5 separate regions of the Mus musculus genome follow, and all the other regions are linked to region 1. A link is a contact called in public HiChIP or PLAC-seq and promoter capture Hi-C data. All regions are on one chromosome and are shown on one strand. Each heading gives the region's core, a stretch centred on a gene start, on an enhancer-like site or on the middle of the called end of the contact. The rest is flanking DNA. Distances are from core to core; before and after follow the strand shown.

Region 1 (4,274 bases), core at 1,033-3,532:
GTAAACACACACAGGCTCACACAAATACAGGCACTTACACACACAGCCACACCTAGACACACATTAAATATTTTTAAAACCCTACCAGAATATTATCCTAAGGCAGTTTCATCTCACAAATAATAAACTAACATGATCATATGTAGGTCAAACTGCATTTCGATTGCAAACACGCATGAAATAATAGCTTGCAAAAAGAAGAGTCAGTCAGTAACGGGAATCTTAAAAGTCTAGGATATGGAATATGCCTCTCTCTGTGTGCTTCATGGAGTCCACAGGGGTAACCGGCAAGTCTTATCTCTCTGATTTGAAAGGTTCGGATTCATGATCCTAAGCCTTCCATCAGAGTGGTTCTTCCCAAAGCAGGGTGGCCCAGCTTGCACAATACTGTAGCTTATGGCAGTAAATACGTAATATAATAAAATATTTGAACAAAACCTTCCCAAGGCAGGTCAGCAATTTTCTCTTCATGTTACACATACCAACAAAGGACAGACCAAAAAAAAAAATCTTAATTTTGGAACAACCAGCCAAACACTTTGCAGTAAGAGTGTATTATCAGGACAAGGACACTGGAATATTTGGAGTGACTGGTAAATGACTGATAAAGACATCGACTTTTCCTACAAGGTTCTCAAGAAAATCCCACTGTATGCTGGATGCCCCTTCAGGAGTTAGGTCAGTGTTTCTGTGTTCATGGTAACAGTGCAAATATTTCTAGGATAAAAGTGTGTGACTAAGATGTGGGGAAATCACGTAAACTAGGTAAGAAAGCATGCAAGGCATAAGCTTGCCCGCCCGCCTGCCAGCCAGCAGTGCCCTCCATGCTTTCTGCCTTGCAGCTTTGGCCGTGAAGGGAGTTCTCAGATTGGAGGTACTGCTATGTAGAATGGCAACCCAGGCCTGCTTCAAGGTCCTGCCTTGAAGCCCTTCACTCATAACGGACCCTGACCTGGGGTCTAAGTTGCCTTTGGTCATAATTTCTTACCACAGCAACCAACCACAAAGTTTTAAATCATTTTTTAAGATGACAACAACAGCTTACAAAGTTGATATTTTTACATCTGTGTGAAGTTTTAAGACTACAATCTCTCTGTAGTAAGCTTCTAGAGTGGATTTGAGCAGGTTTTCCCCTTACTTTTAGTGACAAAAAAGAATGTGTTACATACTGTTGATTGAAGATGATCAGTTATTCATAACTGCTAGTTCCAACTGCACATAGGATGTTCCCCTAAAAGTATGGACAGCCTTTGGGCACACAGTGACCTGAATCCTTTCACTAATAATCATTCTAAGTTATCAGTAGTTATTCCAAGAAGTCCTTAATCCATAGCAACAGGGATAGATTCCTTAAGAATTGAAATACTGTGACTCAAAATAACTTACTTATGATATTACCAAGAATTCTGACTTGAAATAAAAGAAACCCTGGGGTTGAACAGAAAAATACAGCCTGACTATCCTAAAGCCAGAGAGAATGTCTTGATAGTGAGGCTCCTCTTTATGCTATCATTTCCACAAGAGGAAAAAAACACCTCCCTAATATTAAATAGTTGCCTCACAAAGTGTGTGTACGGTGTCTCTCCCCAGCAAATACTCAGGAGTCTGAGGGTGCAGAGGGACTTCATAAGTTAGGTGTGTTTGCTGCTCTTGGAGAAGACTGGAGTTCAGTTCCAAGCACCAACATGCTTGCTCACAACCCGGGAAAACACTAGTTCCAGGGATTCAATGCCCTCTTCTGGCCTCTGTGGGCACCTGCACTTATGTGCAGATACCCACACAAAGACACACAGGTACATGTAATAAAAAAATAATAAAAATAAATGTTAAAGAATGCTCTAAGACACAGTGAGGTAAGAAGGCAGTGCTACAGAGCACAACAATGATCCTTCACAGACACAGAACCCACCAGAGGCAGGGACCCCCACCCCCACCCCCACCCCTTATCCAGAAACCGGAGCAAGCCCGCCAGCGAACTGCTCCCCGCTCCCCGTGCGTGCGAGCAAGGGCAGGGGACCCGCAGTCTCCAGGAGCCTTACGTGTCACTGCTGGCTGAGGAGTAGGAGCCCAAGCTGCTGGCCCCGGCGTCGGAGTCGCCTTCCTCCTCTTCCTCTTCCTGTGAGGACAGGTCTCCAGGGAGCTCGGGCGGGCGCCCACGCGAGTCTCCCCTCGCAAGGCCCGCCATCCTCTGGGTCGCGAGAGCTCCGGGGCAGAAGCTCAGACGCCAGAGCCCGCCAGCCGCGCCTCCAGCAGCGCCGCCATTTTGCCAGGTCGGGCCACGTGACCCCGATACTCAGTTGCGATTGGCTGAGGCGCCGGTTGCCTGGGAGACGGGGAAGCTTCCCGGTACAGACGCTGAGCATTTTTGGGGGGGGGGGGGCTGTGCAAACTTCTTTGCTGTTTGGCATTTCCCCACGCTCTTCCACGCGACGAGCCAGGCTGAGACTCGTTTTTCCCTTTTCCTTTTTTTCTTTTCATATTGACAGTTTGCACACTGTCTTGTTTTCTTTTTTCTATTATGTTTTAAAATTGTGATCCAAAAGATTCCGTTTGGCTAGTTTTGGGGCGGTTTTTGTTTGTCTTATTTTGATAAACAGTACCTTAGAGGTAAAGACCCTCTTCCATGCACCTCTAGGTGCTAATGCAAATCTCTCAATTCTTTTTTTTTTTAATTTATTTGTGATTTGTGAATAGTTACATCAACTATGTTTAGGTACATAATCGCTATCTTTGTGTCATCCATTGCTGACTCAATTACATTCTGTCTCTATTCATAGCCATTCTAAATATTTGCATACAATGAAGTAAATATTTTTCTGTAATTAAATTTAAAAACAGGGCTTAATGAATTAAGAATGAGTATACAGCTAGCAGGCAACAAAGCCAACCAAGAAATGAACTTTAAGCATTAATTACAACACGCTACATTTTCTCCTCAGGAGTCAATTCTCCAGGTCCCCTTTTCTGTGGTTTCATCTTCCAAGATCAGACAAAGTGTGAAAGTATTAGGTGATAAGTTCCAGAATGGAACGAGTTCTAGATTGTGCATCACTCTGGGTTATGTGGGGAAATCTCACAGTCTTGCTCCATCCCACTTGGTAGTAAACTTCCTTTTGTTGGGTGTATGTACATTGTCTATGTAACGCACCTGTTAGTCACTTATAGTCGCTGACTAGTTAGAAGACAAGCCACCAAAGCATCACACCACACTGACTGTATTTAAGTAGGACTATCAACAGTAGGTTACAGTGCCTAAATGATGCACATAATATCACTCTGTGTCTAGGAAAAAAATCACCAAAGAAATGCCTGTGACCTCAAAAGGTATGGAGACTTCTTCCCAGAAGCAAGCAAGCAGTGGACATCAACAGCATCAACCTAATCCAGTGAACATCAGCAGAGTCTATGAAAGCCAGTGAACCCTAATCCAGAAATTTTGAAGCTCAAACCCTACATGTTGAGGATCACTCCCCAAGACTGCTCCTCTTTACTGCCCTGCGCTTTAAGATGGCAGTCAGGAGACCCAGCTTGTTTTTACTTGTCCACTGCCTGCAAAATGAGGTTTCCATAGCTCTCTCCTTGCGCTTGACTAATCTATTTGAGCAGCTTACAGATTCAGGAAAATTCTTATAGTTACCCTTTTACTGTACATCATTACAAAGAATATAGACCAAAAGATTCACAGGGGAGGTATGGGAGAAGGGATGGTGTCTCAGTGGCTTTTGTCAGTGGTCTCTCTCCAAGTCCCTCCATGTACTCATAGATCTGGAGGCTCTCTGAACCTTTTAGAAACGGAGTCACATAGGCCAGACTGCTAACAGGCTGAGTGGGAAGACTCAATAATGCCTGTGTGTATCTATTCTTTTGCATTTCTTTCTCCTGGGGATGAGGCATGACCCCTCTGAGATGACAAGTGCCTTATAGCCTACTGTCAGACGGGGGGGGGGGGGGGGTGTCACTGTAATAAGGGGACTTTCCATAATAGTTACGTTAAATTTTGATAAAATGTGTATACCTTTTACTTCTGTTATCTCAAACAATAACATTTAGCCAAGATTTTATTTCCAAATAAAAGGGCTTTAAGGCACCTTTTTGATAAGTTAGCCATTTGTTTGTTTGCTTGCTTGTTTAATGATTTGCTTGGGACAGGGTTTCATTGTGTAGCCCTGGGTGGCCTGGAACTTTAGACCAGGATAGCTGGGTAGCTCTCTCTCTCTCTCTCTCTCTCTCTCTCTCTCTCTCTCGATTTATTTATTTATTTTATGTTTAGAATT
Region 2 (4,274 bases), core at 1,127-3,626, 410 kb before region 1:
ATCAAAACAAACAACAAATAGAAGACATGAACCTATCCATGTCATTAATTTACAAGAATAATGCCAAAAGTCAACTAGCTAGTTAGTAATAACTATACTATCACCCATTTCTTTCAGCAGTACATTCCTTACACCACCACTCTAAGTTACCCATTAGACACTGTAGAACAGCTTAAGAGTCAGCACTGCCACCCTGCCACAGATCTGAGGAAAAGCATTCCCAGTACTGCAGTGACCCCAGGATGTAAGAGTTGTTAATACAGAAACATTGGTGCAACTAGAGCTCCTTTTGAATTTGAGAAAGGTCTGTCTACATAGCCCTGGCTGTCCTGAAACTAAGTAGTAGATTAGGCTGACCTTGAATTCAGAGATCCACTGCCATTCCCTCAAAAGTACTGGAATTAAAGGCCTGGCTTCTGATTTTCTGAGACCTTGGTCTTGAGTGTAATCCAGGCTGGCTTCAAGCTCATAATCCCCTTGTTGGAATTATAGGTATGGGCCACACTCCCAGTAAGTCACTGTATCCTTAATCTAAGGAGGACTGGAGATCCAAGGCACAAGTAGGTTAAACTGTCAAATATTTTTCCAAGTAATCTGCAATAAAATTCTTGGGGGGAGGGGCTAGAAAATCTGCACATACAGCTTGATGATAAAGCACTTGCCCAGCAAGCACAAAGCCCTAGGCTCATCCCCATGAGGGGGGAAAAGAATCTCCAGTTTCACTTTGAAACGTTTTAAAGTCTAGAAAACTGAGTTTATAAAAACTCGGAGCCAGGCGGTGGTGGCGCATGCCTTTAATCCCAGCACCCGGGAGGCAGAGGCAGGTGGATTTCTGAGTTCGAGGACAGCCTGGTCTACAAAGTGAGTTCCAGGACAGCCAAGGCTGTAAAGAGAAACCCTGTCTCCAAAAACCGAAAAGCAAACAAAACAAACAAACAAACAAAACAAAAACAAACACACAAAAAACTCGATTAATATTTCATAGTTCAATAAATATTATAATGCCTAGTACTCTGTGTAAATCTAGATATGGAGGGGTAACAGAGTGATCAACAGGTTTCTCTACGAAATTTTAAGAAGACTTGATATACCATGTTCTCTTCACTTATTTAGCAATGGTAGTAAACTGCTCTTTTCAGCAGGCCAGAATTGTACTAATACAAGATGGAGAGCAAAACTCAGTGCTTTTGTTTTGTTTTTCCTTAAGGTGTCAAAATTTAGTAAGAATTAATAAGGAGAGCAGAATGTCTATAATCCCAGTATCTTGAAGAAGACAGTGACGTGAGGATCAAGAATTCCACAACCCCCTGGGCTACACAAGTAGATAGTGTTTCAAAAAGCAAGCAAAATAACAAAAGCAAATAAGTTAGTGAGCATTTCTGCGTGCAAAACCTAAGAAACTAAATTGGTTCTGCGTGCAAAACCTAAGAAACTAAATTGGTTCAACATTTATCTCCCCCTACAGGAGAGATAAAACAATCACAATTGTACAGGATCCCTTCACCGCATTTGACCCTCACAACCCCATAAACATGCTCAAACTTCGGCTGTTCCACCAACTCTCCCCAGACCAGCGAAAACTTGCCAACAAAACAGCCGCAATTCCCACAGAAAAGTTCAGTTATTTTAGTGCAGTTTTATTAAAAAAAGAAAAAAAAAGAAAAAGGAGAGTTTTACTCAGCATTTCCATTCTAACTTTTTTCTTTTTGACTTCTCTTCGAACGCCTAATCCTCTACATCAATCGGCATACGCCACCAAATACAAGCCAGTCTTCATTTTACTTTCTAACTGCAGTTGCTGCAACCCAAATAAAGCCCCAAGGGCCATATTGCATGGGTCAGCATTCGAACGCAAAGGCACAACCCAATTGCTAACGCGCAGGCTACCGTGGGACCAGCTGTGCGATCCGGACTCTGAATCAACTGTCCTGTGTCAGGCATTCTGAAACACAACCACACAACCGCAAAAACACCTAATACCAGCTGCCTTCACAGCCACATCTACCTAGCAGCTTTTCGAGACTTTCGTTTCACCACCTCACTTCAGGAGCCAGCCCAATCGGACTTCCACTTACAAATCCGCTCGTCCCGACTCGCCTCTACTCTGTGTCAAGTTCCCGGAAACTTTTCCACGGTATTCACCGCGTCTAGGACGCCGACACGTGAAGGCACGAGCCCAGCACAGCCCCGCTGCCCAGTCACCCACGTCGTGCCCCTACCCGTCAAGGAGAACCTGAGGTCCCACCTCTTCCTGTCGCTCCCTCTCCTAGATGTCCATTTATGTAAATCGGCACGGTGAATGACACCTAGGAACCAAACACCTCCCGCGGACCGCACTCACCGGCCTCCGGGGAGTCCTGAGCGGGCGACGGCACGCCGGTGCCCACGGTGGACAGGTGCTGCGGCAGCTTCTTGGTCCACGGGTTCCCCTTTGGCGGCGGCGGCGGCGGCTTGTCCTCCGGGCCGGCTGCCGCTGGGTCCTCGCGGGCGTCCTCCGGTGGGTCCCGCGGTGCTGGCGGCGGCAGCGGCGGCGGTGGTGGTGGCGGCGGCGGAGGCGGCGGCGGCAGCGGCGGAGCCTCCCCGCCGAAGGGACCCCCGGGCGCACGCGCCTTGTGCGCCAGGTGCAGCGCCAGCGGCCTCACGGGCACGGCCGCTTGCGGCACGCTGTGTCCCAGCACGAGCGCCGGCGACGGCTCTCCCCGCGCACCCGCGCTGGTGGCGGCCGCGGCCCGCTCCTCCCTCGCCTCCTTGCCCTCCCGCTCGCCGGGCGCCGGCTGCTCCGCCCGCCGGCTCGTCGCTGCCAACAGCGCGTCCCGGTCTCCGGCCACGGCGGGCGGGTCCTCCCGGGTGGCAGCGGCGGGCACCGGGGCGCGAGCGGACATGGCCGGCCCCTGGCCCCAGCCTCCTGCCCAGCCGGGGGCCGTCCGGGTCCAGGGAGCCCGGCCGCCCCTCTCTCCACACGGGGGCACCGACCCGCTTCGGTCCTGGGACGCGGAACCCGCCCGCCGAGGCGTGCAGCGCCCGGCGTGCCCGTCCTCCCCGCCCGCCGAGCGGAGCGCTAACCGCCCGCCGCCTGGCCTCGTCGCAGCGCACGGCCGGAGCTCGCCACTCGCGCCGGGCGCGCCCGAGCCGCGAGCCCTCAGCGGGCGCGGGCGACAACGCGGCGCTCCAGCCAGTCTGAAGGATCTCTGGCGAGCTGCGGAGGCGCGCGCGGCCTGAGCCGGTAACTGTCCCTGAGGGCGGGGCATGCAGAGGGCGAGGCAGCCAGGGGCGGGGCGTGCAGAGGGCGAGGAAGGCTACTGGGCGGGGCGTACAGAGGGCGAGGAGGGCCAATGGGCGGGGTGGCCAGGTAGGCGGGGCGTTTATAGGCTGAGGCGGGCCGATGGGCTGGGCGTGCGGAGGCGGAGGCGTCCAAGAGGCGGGGCGCGCAAGGGGAAAGGCGTGCCAGTGGGCGGGGCGTGATGTAGGCAAGAGCCAAGATAATCAGCGTTCAGTAGGCCAGGTGCCCAAGGACCAGGGCGAGGGCCAGTCAGGGTGAGGGGCGGGGCGGGTAGAGGGCGAGGCAGGTTAGGGGGCGGGCACCCTGGAAAGTGACGTGGCCACTTGCGGGCATTCCCTAAACGCTGCGGGCGACCGCGGCCTGTGGAGTCTTCCCGAATGCGGCGGGCATGGTTTGATGAGAGCCCCGCCCTAGCGGATCGCGAGGATGAACCTGCTACGCTTGGGGAGCATCTTACGTCTGTGACCCAGGGACTAGGAGGACAATCTTCAGGAACCAGGAGGACCAGAAAGTCCATTTGCGCTAAGGTGAAACGCTTCAGGCTTTTCACGAGGGCGGGTCCTCAGGACCCAGGAAAAGTTTCCCAGTAACGATGTGGGCTCCAATAGGCACTCCTGATCCGGAGCCAAGTTCAAGTGAAGACCCAGCCTCGACATTACAAGAAGTGCACTTGTCGGTCCTGATTCTAACCTACAGACAACGAAATGATTCTTTAGTGCTCTTGAGTAAAACGAACACTAGACATTTCGCCACCTTTTTCATTTTTCATTTTTTTTCAGTGGGTTTTGATGTTTTCATCAAACTAAGTCTCCTGTAGCACAAGTTGACCTCGATCTCGAGGCTGGCCGTGAGCCTACCATTCTAGTCCAGGTTGCCCTGGAAGCCATCGATTTAGACCAGTCTGGTTCTGAACTCAAAGGAATGCACCTGCCTTAGCTTTTGAAATGGGATGACCAACAGGCATGCGTGCTACCCACCAGCTAGTCTTGAACTT
Region 3 (4,274 bases), core at 850-3,349, 350 kb before region 1:
AAAGAGAAAAGGGGGTAGAGTGGGGGGACAAATAGCCAACAAGTCCCCAATTTTTGGGTAATACATTTGGAAAGGTTTAATCTCTTCAACTTTGGCTCTTTTTTCTTGGTGTACTATTTAAAAACAAACAAAAATATAAAACAAAACAAAACAAACAAAAACCACTGTTGTCCTCCCCCATGTTGCTTTGATTGCTACCTTTGATATGTTTCTGAATTTATTTAGACTTTAGGACTTGTCTGTGTACTCACCAAATATGTTTTTGTTGTCTGAAGTCATCACTTGGAGACAGTAATGGAAAGACCCGAGTTTCCCCACTTAGCTGTGTGACCTTGAGTGAGCCACCTCAACTGGAAAGTAGAAAACTATACTTGGCCTAATACAGAGCAACAAATTATTTCATTTAAATAAACACTAAATACTTGCTTTGCTTTTCATATTAGGAAATATGAGAAGATATTCTTGATATTCTGTTTACAGGAAACCTGGTGGTAAACAGCACAGGTTTTGTTGTCAGAGGAGTCCTGTTTCTTGAATTCAAGCTACTGTTGGTTAGCTCTGTAGCCCTCCGCCATCTTCCTATTCTCTCTGCCTTTCACTTCTTTGTCTACTTGAGTCAATCTCTCTCCTCTTTAGAAAACCATTGTAGGGATGAAAGAGGGCCTGAATAAGAATAAGATTTCTTTCAACATACACCACATTCTACTTGATGGAATGCTAGTTAAAATTTTCTTCCTCTATTATATAAGAGTCTCAAATTGTGTCACTGTCCAGGGATTAGAAATGACAACCATAACATAGGAAGAATATCGAGGTTAAAAAAAGGACTTTATTTTCTACCCATCTTTAGTCTTGGAACCAATAACGAGAATCTCCTTGTTTCTGTTACTATAGATATATGTGCAGGACTGAATACAATGAAGTATCTAATAATCAGGATTGGATTCAAAGATAATTAACAGAAGACATTTCAAGTTTAACAGTTCTCTAGTAGAATATGCCTGATTGGCTGCACATGAGATGATCACAAATGAAAGATCAAAGGAGAGCAGATGGGAATACCACACAACAGAGAGCTCCTGAGGCAGGACAAATGCTAAGCGCTCAAGGAGTTCAAGAATTGAGACTGGGTCCCAACTCTGAGAGATTCCAGGTAACTTATCTCGACCTCAGGTCTTGATCAGATAGATAAGTATCTGCTTTACCCGTGTCCTAGGAGAGATGTGATCCAATGAAATCACATGACAATCTTATCTAGAGTTAAGAAAACATTACTTTAGGAGACACACGATGACTTCTAGCAGCAATTAGCTGACAAGTCCAATGGCAGGGACAGAGACTAGGAAGTCAACAGTATCTGAGTCTGTTGAGTGTTTATGTTCCTGGTGCTGAAAGCAGCGGGTTGGAGCTAAGCAGGCTTTGCCTAGGGGCTGGCTTTTTGCAAAGTTAAGGTTCTGGGGCCCGGAACCAGCGAGGTTGTAGCCTCCTCAGACCCGACCTTCAGTCCCCTCAAGTGAGGAGCCGGTGGGGGCATCAGTGTCTGGCTGCCATCAGCCGCGACCCCCAAGTCTCTTAGGAGCGGAGTCAGGGGTATAACAGCGGCTGCCTACCATCAGCCTCATCCTCAGTCCCTTTCAGGTGAGGCGCTGATGGCCAGCAGGGTTGGGCCACAGGGGTCCCCAACGCCCTCCCTCGAACCAGGGAACCGCTGCCTTCCTGTCGCCTTGCACGTACGCAGACGACAGAGGCTGTTACTTACAGGCCGCTCGCCGAGGCACACCTGAAGGGGAACTCGCCAAGCCTCTGGCCACCACCGCTCTCCACGCTTAAGGCACCGGACTTTCGCCTCAGCTCGGACAGCAGAGAGCTGAATCTGCTCAGGTACAAAACAGCAGGCGAGCTGCCAGCCAGCCTGACAGGGAGGACGTCCTCGGGGCGGGGCGTGGCGTCCGCGGGACACGCCCCCAGAGGCCGGCTCTGGCCTTGCTCCACCTCTTCCGGCCTGCTCTCTGTTTGCCACCACCGCCTCCTGCAGGGCCCACACGCTTCACACTTCCCTTAGGCTGCCGGTCCGCTTCCGGCCTCGCGGCGCGCACGCGCACTCATAGGAGTGTTTTGACAGCTCCGGGCCTGGAGAAGGAGCAGGTGTCGCGAGAGTGGGCAGCGCGCCGCCTAGCGAGAGCTGGAATTATGGCGAACCTGGGAAGTGAGGCTGAGCGGGAGCCCCTCTTGGGCCCGGGATCACCGGAAAGCAGGTGAGCAGGCGGGTGGGACTAGCTGGGAACAGTGAGTCCACTGTCCGGACCCGAAACCCGGCTGCACATGCGCATGCCCAGCAACGCCTTCGGAGCTGCTTAGGACAGGCTCCGGGATAATCGCGTGTACTTGGGAATAGAGGAGAATCTTGGTGCTTGGAGAACTTGTGTACCTAACAAAGCTGGGCAGGGGGATGCTTCACAAAGGTCACAGCAGTTTCACATTGTAGCCCTTGTGCTGTGTGTCTTAAGCATCTGCCTGAATCCTGTTATGGTAATTCCTTCCTCCTTGAGAATTTCTTTTTCTTCACTATTTTTCCTGTTTTGTATGAAAAAACCTAAGCTGCCTCTTTTACAGCAGACACTGCATTCTGTTGACCCTGTGTAGCTGTCCACTGTCACAAAAGCCCCAAATGGTGGTTTTAACCGACACTCAAGAGCTAAACTTGAGTTAGACTTTTCCTAACCTAATAACTTCTTCATATTTTGCAAATAAACCCACTTAAAATGACTCACACTTTGCTCAGTATCACAGGTCCAAAATAAACACACCTTTAAGCGTTTCATTAGTATTTTCATCCTTGTAATTCTCATTTTGATCCTTATTCATGAGCACTAATTTAGAAAAGTTGGGCTTGTCTTACTGTAGCAATATGTATTTTTACCTTTACGAAGCAGTAAGTATTATTTCATCGAGTCTTTTGTTTGAAGCGCAGTGTGTGTTTTATTAGGTTCATCTTTTGAGGGGGAACAGGTGGCACATGCATCATGGTTTGTACAGAGGCCAGAGGATGGATTACAATTTTATGTTTCTTGATTTTATCTTGAGGTGATTAAAATGAGTAGCAGTGTTGACATTTGTTTTAAAAGAGCTGCATCCCCCAGGCCTGTTGAGACCTTCGAAGCTGTTGGCTTCTGCCCTGCTTTTTGCTGTGCAGCCATCCTTTTGGAGTTCTTAAGCTCTGTAGTTGTCCTGCCTATTCCACGCCTAGAAGAGACCATCCCTCTTCTCCCTTTTGAAATCTGTCAGCAACCCTCATTTATGTTACCTGCAACTCCTGCCAACAACTTTTTTTCTTCCAGGCTTGTTATTTGCCGGGACCCTGAAGTTATTTTTACTTACTGTAATTTTGTGCTTCTGATGTACAGGCTCTGCCAGGCTAGAGCTCCCTGTTAGTCACATGCATAGGGCTGTGGCATTTCCATTTCCTAGCCTTCTTTGTGCTGCTTGCTTTTCTTCTGTTGTATTTCATGTCAGGCCTGTGTTTTCCAGAAAGAGCGTGGGATCCTTGAGTCATAGATGTACAGCTAACCATAGAAATATGATTTTGATTGAAATAAGCTTAAACACATTTTCTCTTACTTTTCTCTCCCTTTTAAATAAGTGATTGTGTTAGGCTTCATCTATAGGTGAAGATGGACAGATGTTCCTGTCCATGAAGAGTTCATTAGATTGAACTCTATGTTCTGTGTTTAGCATTTTAAAAATTAAAAGGAAACATTTTCAGAACAATTCAACAAGTATTCTGTTTTTAAAATCATAAGTTGATTCCCTAGTTATGACTAACTGCAGGGTTTGCTCACTTGTACTTTACTGTACAAAGTTCAGTATAGTAAGCCAGCAGCCCTTATCAAACAAGATTGACTAATCAGGATTTATTGATGTAATTGGCTTAGATCCTTCTTTTCTTGAGTGTCTAGTGCTCTCAACTGACTTCCTTTATGAATTTTATTTAATAGAGCAGAGGCCGACACTTTTTCTGTAATAGACCCATTGGTGTATAGTTTAGGTTTGTTGGTTCAGGCCCAAAGGCAAAGTCATGGATAGCATAGATACTTAGAAGAGAAAATCTGCAGATCATACTAAATGAGTGCATTGTTTAGTCAGTAGGTTGGTCTATTGAGGAGAAACTTGGTCTTTGAAGTTAGTCTTTTGTCATCTGGTAACAACTATTCACCTGTAAACCAGTTTTATCTATCAAGCTAAAGACTGGTGGTGTCTGGATTTGACCTAAAGAT
Region 4 (4,274 bases), core at 533-3,032, 310 kb before region 1:
TGTGTTTTTGTTGTCTGAATTCATCACTTGGAGACAGTAATGGAAAGACCTGAGTTTCCCCACTTAGCTGTGTGACCTTGAGTGAGCCACCTCAACTGGAAAGTAGAAAACTATACTTGGCCTAATACAGAGCAACAAATTATTTCATTTAAATAAACACTAAATACTTGCTTTGCTATTAGGAAATATGAGAAAATATTCTTGATATTCTGTTTACAGGAAACCTGGTGGTAAACAGCACAGGTTTTGTTGTTAGAGGAGTCCTGTTTCTTGAATTCAAGCTACTGTTGGTTAGCTCTGTAGCCCTCTGCCATCTTCCTATTCTCTCTGCCTTTCACTTCTTTGTCTACTTGAGTCAATCTCTCTCCTCTTTAGAAAACCATTGTAGGGATGAAATGAGGACCCGAATAAGAATAAAATTTCTTTCAACATATACCAAATTGTACTTGATGGAATGCTAGTTAAATTTTTCTTCCTCTATTACATATGAGTCACAAATTGTGCAACTGTCCAGGGATTAGAAATGACAACCATAACACAGGAAGAATATTGAGGTTAAAAAAAAGGACTTTATTTTCTACCCATCTGTAGTCTTGGAACCAATAACGAGAATCTCCTTGTTTCTGTTACTATAGATAAATGTGCAGGACTGAATACAATGAAGTATCTAATAATCAGGATTGGATTCAAAGATAATTAACAGAAGACATTTCAAGTTTAACAGTTCTCTAGTAGGGTATGCCTGATTGGCTGCACATGAGATGATCACAAATGAAAGATCAAAGGAGAGGAGATGGGAATACCACACAACAGAGAGCTCCTGAGGCAGGACAAACGCTAAGCGTTCAAGGAGTTCAAGAATTGAGACTGGGCCCCAACTCTGAGAGATTCCGGGTAACTTATCTCGACCTCCGGTCTTGATCAGATAGATAAGTATCTGCTTTACCCGTGTCCTAGGAGAGATGTGATCCAATGAAATCACATGACAATCTTATCTATAGTTAAGAAAACATTACTTTAGGAGACACACGATGACTTCTAGCAGCAATTAGCTGACAAGTCCAATGGCAGGGACAGAGACTAGGAAGTCAACAGTATCTGAGTCTGTTGAGTGTTTATGTTCCTGGTGCTGAAAGCAGCGGGTTGGAGCTAAGCAGGCTTTGCCTAGGGGCTGGTTTTTTGCAAAGTTGAGGTTCTGGGGCCCGGAACCAGCGAGGTTGTAGCCTCCTCAGACCCGACCTTCAGTCCCCTCAAGTGAGGAGCCGGCGGGGGCATCAGTGTCTGGCTGCCATCAGCCGCGACTTCCAAGTCTCTCAGGAGCGGAGTCAGGGGTATAACAGCGGCTGCCTACCATCAGCCTCATCCTCAGTCCCTTTCAGGTGAGGCGCTGATGGCCAGCAGGGTTGGGTCACAGGGGTCCCCAACGCCCTCTGTCGGACAGGACACTGCTGCCTTCATGCCGCCTTGCACGTAAGCAGATGACAGAGGCTGTTACTTACAGGCCGCTCGCCGAGGCACACCTGAAGGGGAACTCGCCAAGCCTCTGGCCACCACCGCTCTCCACGCTTAAGGCACCGGACTTTCGCCTCAGCTCGGACAGCAGAGAGCTGAATCTGCTCAGGTACAAAACAGCAGGCGAGCTGCCAGCCAGCCTGACAGGGAGGACGTCCTCGGGGCGGGGCGTGGCGTCCGCGGGACACGCCCCCAGAGGCCGGCTCTGGCCTTGCTCCACCTCTTCCGGCCTTCTCTCTGTTTGCCACCACCGCCTCCTGCAGGGCCCACACACTTCACATTTCCCTTCGGCTGCCGGTCCGCTTCCGGCCTCACGGCGCGCAAGCGCACTCGTAGGAGTGTTTTGACAGCTCCGGGCCTGGAGAAGGAGCAGGTGTCGCGAGAGTGGGCAGCGCGCCGCCTAGCGAGAGCTGGAATTATGGCGAACCTGGGAAGTGAGGCCGAGCGGGAGCCCCTCTTGGGCCCGGGATCACCCGGAAGCAGGTGAGCAGGCGGGTGGGACTAGCTGGGAACAGTGAGTCCACTGTCCGGACCCGAAACCCGGCTGCACATGCGCATGCCCAGCAACGCCTTCGGAGCCGCTTAGGACAGGCTCCGGGATAATGGCGTGTACTTGGGAATAGAGGAGAATCTTGGTGCTTGGAGAACTTGTGTACCTAGAAAGCTGGGCAGGGGGATGCTTCACAAAGGTCACAGCAGTTTCACATTGTAGCCCTTGTGCTGTGTGTCTTAAGCATCTGCCTGAATCCTGTTATGGTAATTCCTTCTTGCTTGAGAGCTTCTTTTTCTTCACTATTTTTCCTTTGTTTTGTATGAAGAAACCTAAGCTGCCTCCTTTACAGCAGACACTGCATTCTGTTGACCCTGTGTAGCTGTCCACTGTCACAAAAGCCCCAAATGGTGGTTTTAACCGACACTCAAGAGCTAAACTTGAGTTAGACTTTTCCTAACCTGCCTAATAACGTCTTCATATTTTGCAAATAAACCCACTTAAAATGACTCACATTTGCTCAGTATCACATGTCCAAAATAAAGACACCTTTAAGCGTTTCATTAGTATTTTCATCCTTGTAATTCTCATTTTGATCCTAATTTATGAGCACTAATTTAGAAAAGTTGGGCTTGTCTTACTGTAGCAATATGTATTCTTACTTTTACGAAGCAATAAGTATTATTTCATCGAGTCTTTTATTTGAAGCGCAGTGTGTGTTTTATTAGGTTCATTTTTTGAGGGGGAACGGGTGGCACATGCATCATGCTTTGTACAGAGGCCAGAGGATGGATTACAATTTTATGTTTCTTGATTTTTATCTTGAGGTGATTAAAATAAGTAGCAGTGTTGACATTTGTTTTAAAAGAGCTGCATCCCCCAGGCCTGTTGAGACCTTCGAAGCTGTTGGCTTCTGCCCTGCTTTTTGCTGTGCCGCAATCCTTTTGGAGTTCTTACAGCTCTATAGTTGCCCTGCGTATTCCACGCCTAGAAGAGGCCATCCCTCTTCTCCCTTTTGAAATCTGTCAGCAACCCTCATTTATGTTACCTGCAACTCCTGCCAACAACTTTTTTTCTTCCAGGCTTGTTATTTGCCGGGACCCTGAAGTTATTTTTACTTACTGTAATTTTGTGCTTCTGATGTACAGGCTCTGCCAGGCTAGAGCTCCCTGTTAGTCACGTGCATAGGGCTGTGGCATTTCCATTTCCTAGCCTTCTTTGTGCTGCTTGCTTTTCTTTTGTTGTATTTCATGTCTGGCCTGTGTTTTCCAGAAAGAGTGTGGGATCCTTGAGTTATATATGTACAGCTAACCACAGAAATATGATTTTGATTGAAATAAGCTTAAACACATTTTCTCTTACTTTTCTCTCCCTTTTAAATAAGTGATTGTGTTAGGCTTCATCTATAGGTGAAGATGGACAGATGTTCCTGTCCATGAAGAGTTCATTAGATTGAACTCTATGTTCTGTGTTTAGCATTTTAAAAATTAAAAGGAAATATGTATGCTGTTTTTAAAATCATAAGTTGATTCCCTAGCTATGACTAACTGCAGGGTTTGCTCACTTGTACTTTACTGTACAAAGTTCAGTATAGTAAGCCAGCAACCCTTATCAAACAAGATTGACTAATCAGGATTTATTGATGTAATTGGATTAGATCCTTCTTCTTTTCTTGAGTGTCTAGTGCTCTCAACTGACTTCCTTTATGAATTCTATTTAAGAGAACAGAGGCCGACCACTTTTTCTGTAATAGTCCTATTGGTGTATAGTTTAGATTTGTTGGTTCAGGCCCAAAGGCAAAGTCATGGATAGCATAGATACTTAGAAGAGAAAATCTGCAGATCATACTAAATGAGTGCATTGTTTAGTCAGTAGGTTGGTCTATTGGCGAGAAACTTGGTCTTTGAAGTTAGTCTTTTGTCATCTGGTAACAACTATTCACCTGTAAACCAGTTTTATCTATCAAGCTAAAGACCGGTGGTGTCTGGATTTGACCTAAAGATTATAGATTGCTAGCCTTACCTTAGGTTTTTTTGAAATGCTACAGACACTTCAAATTCTTATTTCAGTGTTTGTCAATAAAAGAAATATTACTGCACCCTCTGTCCTAACATGTCTGCATTACCTCCCTCCTCTCTTCCCTCACTCCCTTCCTTTCTTCCTTCCTTTCAGGTAAGTTCTCACTTTGGAGCCCAGGCTGGCTCACAGCTCAGTCTGGTAGAGGCTGGCCTTGAACTTAGGGTCTTCCTGCTTTCCCTCCTTCGTAGTGCAA
Region 5 (4,274 bases), core at 581-3,080, 260 kb before region 1:
AAATAAGAGGGCAGATTTATTTGTTGATTTTTATGGTTGTGGCTTGATCTAGAGCCCTGTGCATGCTAGAGAAAAGCACTCTACCACCTAGCTATACCCCTAAGCCCAGACAAAAGCTCAAACAACAACCTATAATTGTAAGAAGTCTTTTTTTTTTAATATAGTCTTTGAAGTCAGTTTACTCCTATCTGTGCTCTGCCCTCGACCTAACAGAGTACATTCCCAGTATGTCCAGTGCATTTATGTGATAGCAGAGATTGGCCCTGGAGTTAGGATTTTCTTTTTCCCAACTCTTCAGAACTGGGATCACAGGCTGACCATAATGGTATTCTTGGACCGTTACAGCCACAAATGAGCATATTATTATTATAAATTGCTGACTTCTCATTACCTTAAGTATTCATAGCAACAAAATGTACTGGTCTCCTGAACCCTAGTAAAGTATAAAACTTCACTTAAGCAAGGTTAAGAGTCTCTTAAATGTCCTTAAATTCAGATGCTGTACTTAACAGCTGTCTTTTGGTTATGCAATGTATTATGCAATTATTACAAATGCACACATTTGGCAGGGTGGCAAGGTGCAGTCTTTAGCAGATAATGAGTGGGACATTTTAAATAGCATGCCTTCATTGCTCTCTAGTACCTTGCAAAAATACTGAAGAAACAATAACTAATACATTCTTACCATTTTGATTGCAACTTCCAAACCAGTGTGTATGGACTCAGCTCTGTAGACACCAGCAAATGATCCTTTACCGAGTAGATTTCCAACCTTAAAGTCCTTTTAAAAAAAAAATTAAGGATTACACGTGAGGAATCGCAGATCTAGAAAGTAAGAAAGTTGGGTAGGGGATGGGATGTGAAATGGGCCAAAGAGAAAAGGAGACATGGTTCAAGCAGCTGCCACACCTCGATGATGCAGGTGTCTGGGGTGGAAGGCATCTTGACGCTCTGAGAGATTTTCTGAGCTCCCTCCCTGATGGAGGCTAAGGACTCTAATGAGCTGGTTAGCTCGGGTCCCTCCTCTGGCCCACCAGGTTCCCGCCGCAGCTCCCGCCACGGTAACCGCCATCCCCGGGGAGGGGGCAAGCGGAGCGCGGCTTTGGAGGCGGGAGTGCGGACCCGACGCCAAGGGACCAGGACCGGGCGGGGCCCGCAGCTGGAGACACACCTGCGGGGTACAAGGCGCTCCCCTCCGGGCGGGGCTCCAGGGGGCGGGTCGCTTCGCCTGTCCCTCGGCGATCAGCCCCGCCACCGCCACCGCGCCTGCCCGCCTCATCCCCGCTTTACTAGTGTCACTGAGCACCAGTGAGCGCCTGAGCCAGACTGGGCCTCAGCCTCAGCCCGCTAACCCGTCTGGTCTCCCGTGTGTTTGTGCCGAGCCACAATGGACCTCCCCTCAGCACTGCGCTCGGTTCACCTCAGCTCACTGGGTCCCGGAATACCAGAGTCCGCCTCCATCGGACCTTCCCTCAGCTCCGCGCCCGCCGGCCTCACCTCGATCCTCTCCCCGATGCACGCCGCCATGTTCCCGAGCCGCCGGCGCCCGGGGCTCGGCCTTCTCGCAGTCCCTCCGAGGCAGCGCTCCGAGAAGCCAGCAGGTCTTGGCGCCCATCAGGACGCCTTCTCTACGCCGCCGCTGGCGACGCCGCCAACGCCACCGAAAGGTACCCCCGGTACCTCCCGAGGCCTGGGCGGCGCCCCGGAGCTCCCATTTTGAAAAATTCCCGCCGGTCTCCGAACGAGCCAGCCTGGCGGTGACGTCAGCACACTCTCCACTTCTTAGAGGCGGAGACCGACACGCATGCGCAGCAGGGGCTTTCCCTCGCTCTAGGCCGGAAGTGGGTTTTAAGTTTGACGGAAAGCGGTCAGTGTACGACTGACCGTAGCGCGGACGCTAATAATAGGTTACGTTTTGACCTGAAGGATAATAGGGCTTTGGCTTCCCGCAGAAAGTCTTTTAAATAAGTGTGTAGGTTTGGCCTAAAGAGAACTAGGGGGAAAAGTCCATTACTTTCCTTAGAACAGCCCCGAACCCGCCAGCCCACCATGTACACCGTTGTGCCATTTTCCTTTTTTACAGCTATTAATGTGTGGTGCTTTAAGATGAACTGTATAGGGAAAACACCGACTCTAAAGTAAAAAAAGCCTGGGGATGTACCTAAGTGGTAAAATGCTTTCCAAGCGTGGACATGTCCTTGGGTTCTAGTTTCTTCTTTCCCAGCAACCCGCTGCCCGGACAGATATTAAAGGTTGGACACAGCGACGCACTGGGGTTGAGTCAGTCCATTCTTGGACTCTAAGGAGTTCCAGGCTAACCTGGGCTACCAATCTTACAAATTTATTTTGAGCCATATGTGAGTGACCTAGGCTAAGTCATTTTCCTCTAAAAATGTTTTGAAGAAAGAGTAGTGGTATGGATCTTTACATTAGTTGCTAGTAAATAATCCGACAGGGGTTTGCTTTTTAGCCTAATTGTTTTGAGATTTTTTAATCAGATGCAAAAAGATCCAAAGTAGTGACTTGTTTTCTGAAGATCCTCAATAGTGTGTTCTCTCTGTGTCTGTGTTTTATCTCAACTCCTAATAGTGTTCCAATCCAGGTCTAGATTGCTATCCCCAAATGCCAGTGATTCCAGGACAAGAAGTGAGGCAAGGAAAGATTCATTTGGAAAGACAGCAAATCAGAGATGATGGCACCTGGGTGGTCAGGGGGTCTATCAACAAAGATGAGTCGTCTTAGTGGGGGCCTGTGTCTCCAAGGGCAATTTATAGTTAGGAATAAGAGGAATAGGCTAGCGGGCACTTTTAAAAGGTTCTATGCTGAGTGAGGTCCTCATTTAGGACCTTTTTGTCTTTGGCTGCAGTATCCTTGAGACAATTAAGGCCAACCTCCACACATATTTAAATGAACACGTTATCCTGCAAGCAAGGCATCACTTCACAAGTTTCATGCTTTTCAGACACTGTGCACATCTCAGGGGTAGGAGATACCGACATAGTGAGTGAGACCTAGCTGCTGTGGGAGAGAGCCATATTTGCCTATCAGTACTCAATGCTGTCAGCTAGCCTCCTGTTATCCACGTCCAGGGGCTCTGATGCCACCTTCTGGCTCCTATCGACATAGCACTCATGTACACAAACCTATACTCACATAAACTCACGTTATAAAAATAAAATCTACAAACAAAAAAGCTGATCTCATGTACAGAACTTTCTCAAAGCTGTTTGAAAACAAAGCACCGTGCCTGCCGGATGGAGCTTGTGTGAAGATACTTTATAATGAACACGTAATTTACGTACACACAGGAATGATTGCACATCAAAAACAAAAACCTGCAATTTAATGGATTCATTTGTAGTTTAAGGAATGTTTACATTCATAGAAGCACTCTCAATTTTCAACATGATTTAACATTCTAGAATTCTAATTTCAAGCACACTGGCATATTAGAATTTCCCTTGCAGTGTCTTAATAGGCAAATAAGATTATTATGACTCAGGGTCATGCTATGCACCTCAGGCTGGCCTTGAATTCCAGAGCTAGATTTTAGATGTGTGCTACCCGATCTAGTTTCATAGATGATTTAGACTGTTGCTTAAAAGTCTTGCAGATGTCTTTGGTATTCCTGGGCTTTATTTTGTGGCCTCAGAGTTTTTGTAAATATTTCACATGTATTTAAAGTTTATCAGAGCCCATTAATAGTCTGTTGATATAAATCCATGCCCTCGTTACTTTTTGTTGCTTTATATATTTGCCTTGTGTTATCACTTCATTGTCAGCTGCAGTCTATGTTCTCAGACCTGTGTCAGAGCTCATATATATTTCTAATGAATTCTCTATAATCAAAGAATACCCTCTTTATGCTCTAAAGTTTTAATTTATACTACTCATATTTACAGAAACATTTTTTTAACCTGTAGAATCATTTTTTCTTAGCCTTTCACTTACCTTTTTGTATGTTCTTAGCATAACTTTTTCTCTACTACATCTTTTTTTTTTTTGGATCTTCTATAAGCCACAAATACTCTTCAAACTGGCAAATATGATGTCATTAAAGTAGCTATCAGTGTTTAGGTTTTTATTTACTTACTAAGACAAGGTCTCTGTAGACCTGACTTTGTACTTACTTGCAATGGACACCCTCCCTCTGTTTCACTAGTACTCACCTGGCTACTAGACTTTTTAATGTGATTTCAATGTTTTCTTCTTTTAGCAATGGATTACAATTTAGTTTATGTTATCTTCTATTAATTTTATATTCTTGTCATCTC

What was found. Promoter capture Hi-C pulls out the DNA fragments that hold promoters and counts their contacts. HiChIP or PLAC-seq counts read pairs in DNA pulled down with a chosen protein or histone mark. Capture Hi-C pulls out chosen DNA fragments and counts their contacts.
Region 2: a contact with region 1 is called in a promoter capture Hi-C map of adipose tissue. The contact joins the promoter of Larp1b here to the promoter of Intu in region 1. A contact is called at or near these places in 8 of 39 promoter capture datasets (the 3T3-L1 cell line, the C10 cell line, the HPC-7 cell line and 3 more), 2 of 484 Hi-C or Micro-C datasets (LSK cells and bone marrow-derived macrophages), 5 of 115 datasets of contacts at active chromatin or transcription factors (the SCID.adh cell line, bone marrow-derived macrophages, craniofacial prominence and 2 more) and 4 of 9 other capture datasets (adipose tissue, liver, macrophages and 1 more).
Region 3: an H3K4me3 HiChIP or PLAC-seq map of bone marrow-derived macrophages shows a contact between it and region 1, with 6 times the contacts expected there. The contact joins the promoter of 6430590A07Rik here to the promoter of Intu in region 1. A contact is called at or near these places in 13 of 39 promoter capture datasets (the 3T3-L1 cell line, the C10 cell line, the HPC-7 cell line and 8 more), 3 of 115 datasets of contacts at active chromatin or transcription factors (astrocytes, bone marrow-derived macrophages and embryonic stem cells) and 2 of 9 other capture datasets (adipose tissue and liver).
Region 4: a promoter capture Hi-C map of pre-B cells shows a contact between it and region 1, with 3 times the contacts expected there. The contact joins the promoter of Mfsd8 here to the promoter of Intu in region 1. A contact is called at or near these places in 16 of 39 promoter capture datasets (the 3T3-L1 cell line, 3T3-L1-derived adipocytes, the C10 cell line and 11 more), 1 of 15 datasets of contacts at CTCF or cohesin (pro-B cells), 1 of 484 Hi-C or Micro-C datasets (bone marrow-derived macrophages), 8 of 115 datasets of contacts at active chromatin or transcription factors (CD8 T cells, astrocytes, bone marrow-derived macrophages and 4 more) and 3 of 9 other capture datasets (adipose tissue, liver and macrophages).
Region 5: a contact with region 1 is called in a promoter capture Hi-C map of liver. The contact joins the promoter of Plk4 here to the promoter of Intu in region 1. A contact is called at or near these places in 18 of 39 promoter capture datasets (the C10 cell line, the HPC-7 cell line, the SN4741 cell line and 11 more), 1 of 15 datasets of contacts at CTCF or cohesin (the NIH/3T3 cell line), 17 of 484 Hi-C or Micro-C datasets (Sertoli cells, bone marrow-derived macrophages, embryonic fibroblasts and 7 more), 29 of 115 datasets of contacts at active chromatin or transcription factors (the NIH/3T3 cell line, the SCID.adh cell line, acute myeloid leukemia and 19 more) and 4 of 9 other capture datasets (adipose tissue, embryonic stem cells, liver and 1 more).

Annotation. Positions count from the first base shown.
Region 1 is chr3:40,538,775-40,543,048 of GRCm38.p6, reverse strand. It overlaps Intu (inturned planar cell polarity protein), which reads right to left and starts at 2,282. Exons shown (of 16, transcript NM_175515.5): 1 at 2,040-2,282. The coding sequence starts at 2,185.
Region 2 is chr3:40,948,752-40,953,025 of GRCm38.p6, reverse strand. It overlaps Larp1b (La ribonucleoprotein domain family, member 1B), which reads right to left and starts at 2,376. Exons shown (of 10, transcript NM_001040399.2): 1 at 2,342-2,376.
Region 3 is chr3:40,891,929-40,896,202 of GRCm38.p6, reverse strand. It overlaps 6430590A07Rik (RIKEN cDNA 6430590A07 gene), which reads left to right and starts at 2,099. Exons shown (of 3, transcript NR_166482.1): 1 at 2,099-2,255. It overlaps Abhd18 (abhydrolase domain containing 18), which reads right to left and starts at 1,944. Exons shown (of 13, transcript NM_026622.4): 1 at 1,760-1,944.
Region 4 is chr3:40,844,362-40,848,635 of GRCm38.p6, reverse strand. It overlaps Mfsd8 (major facilitator superfamily domain containing 8), which reads left to right and starts at 1,782. Exons shown (of 12, transcript NM_028140.5): 1 at 1,782-1,995. The coding sequence starts at 1,931. It also overlaps the pseudogene Gm2011.
Region 5 is chr3:40,797,507-40,801,780 of GRCm38.p6, reverse strand. Plk4 (polo like kinase 4) reads right to left here and starts at 1,830. Exons shown (of 16, transcript NM_011495.2): 1 at 1,498-1,830; 2 at 686-781. The coding sequence starts at 1,527.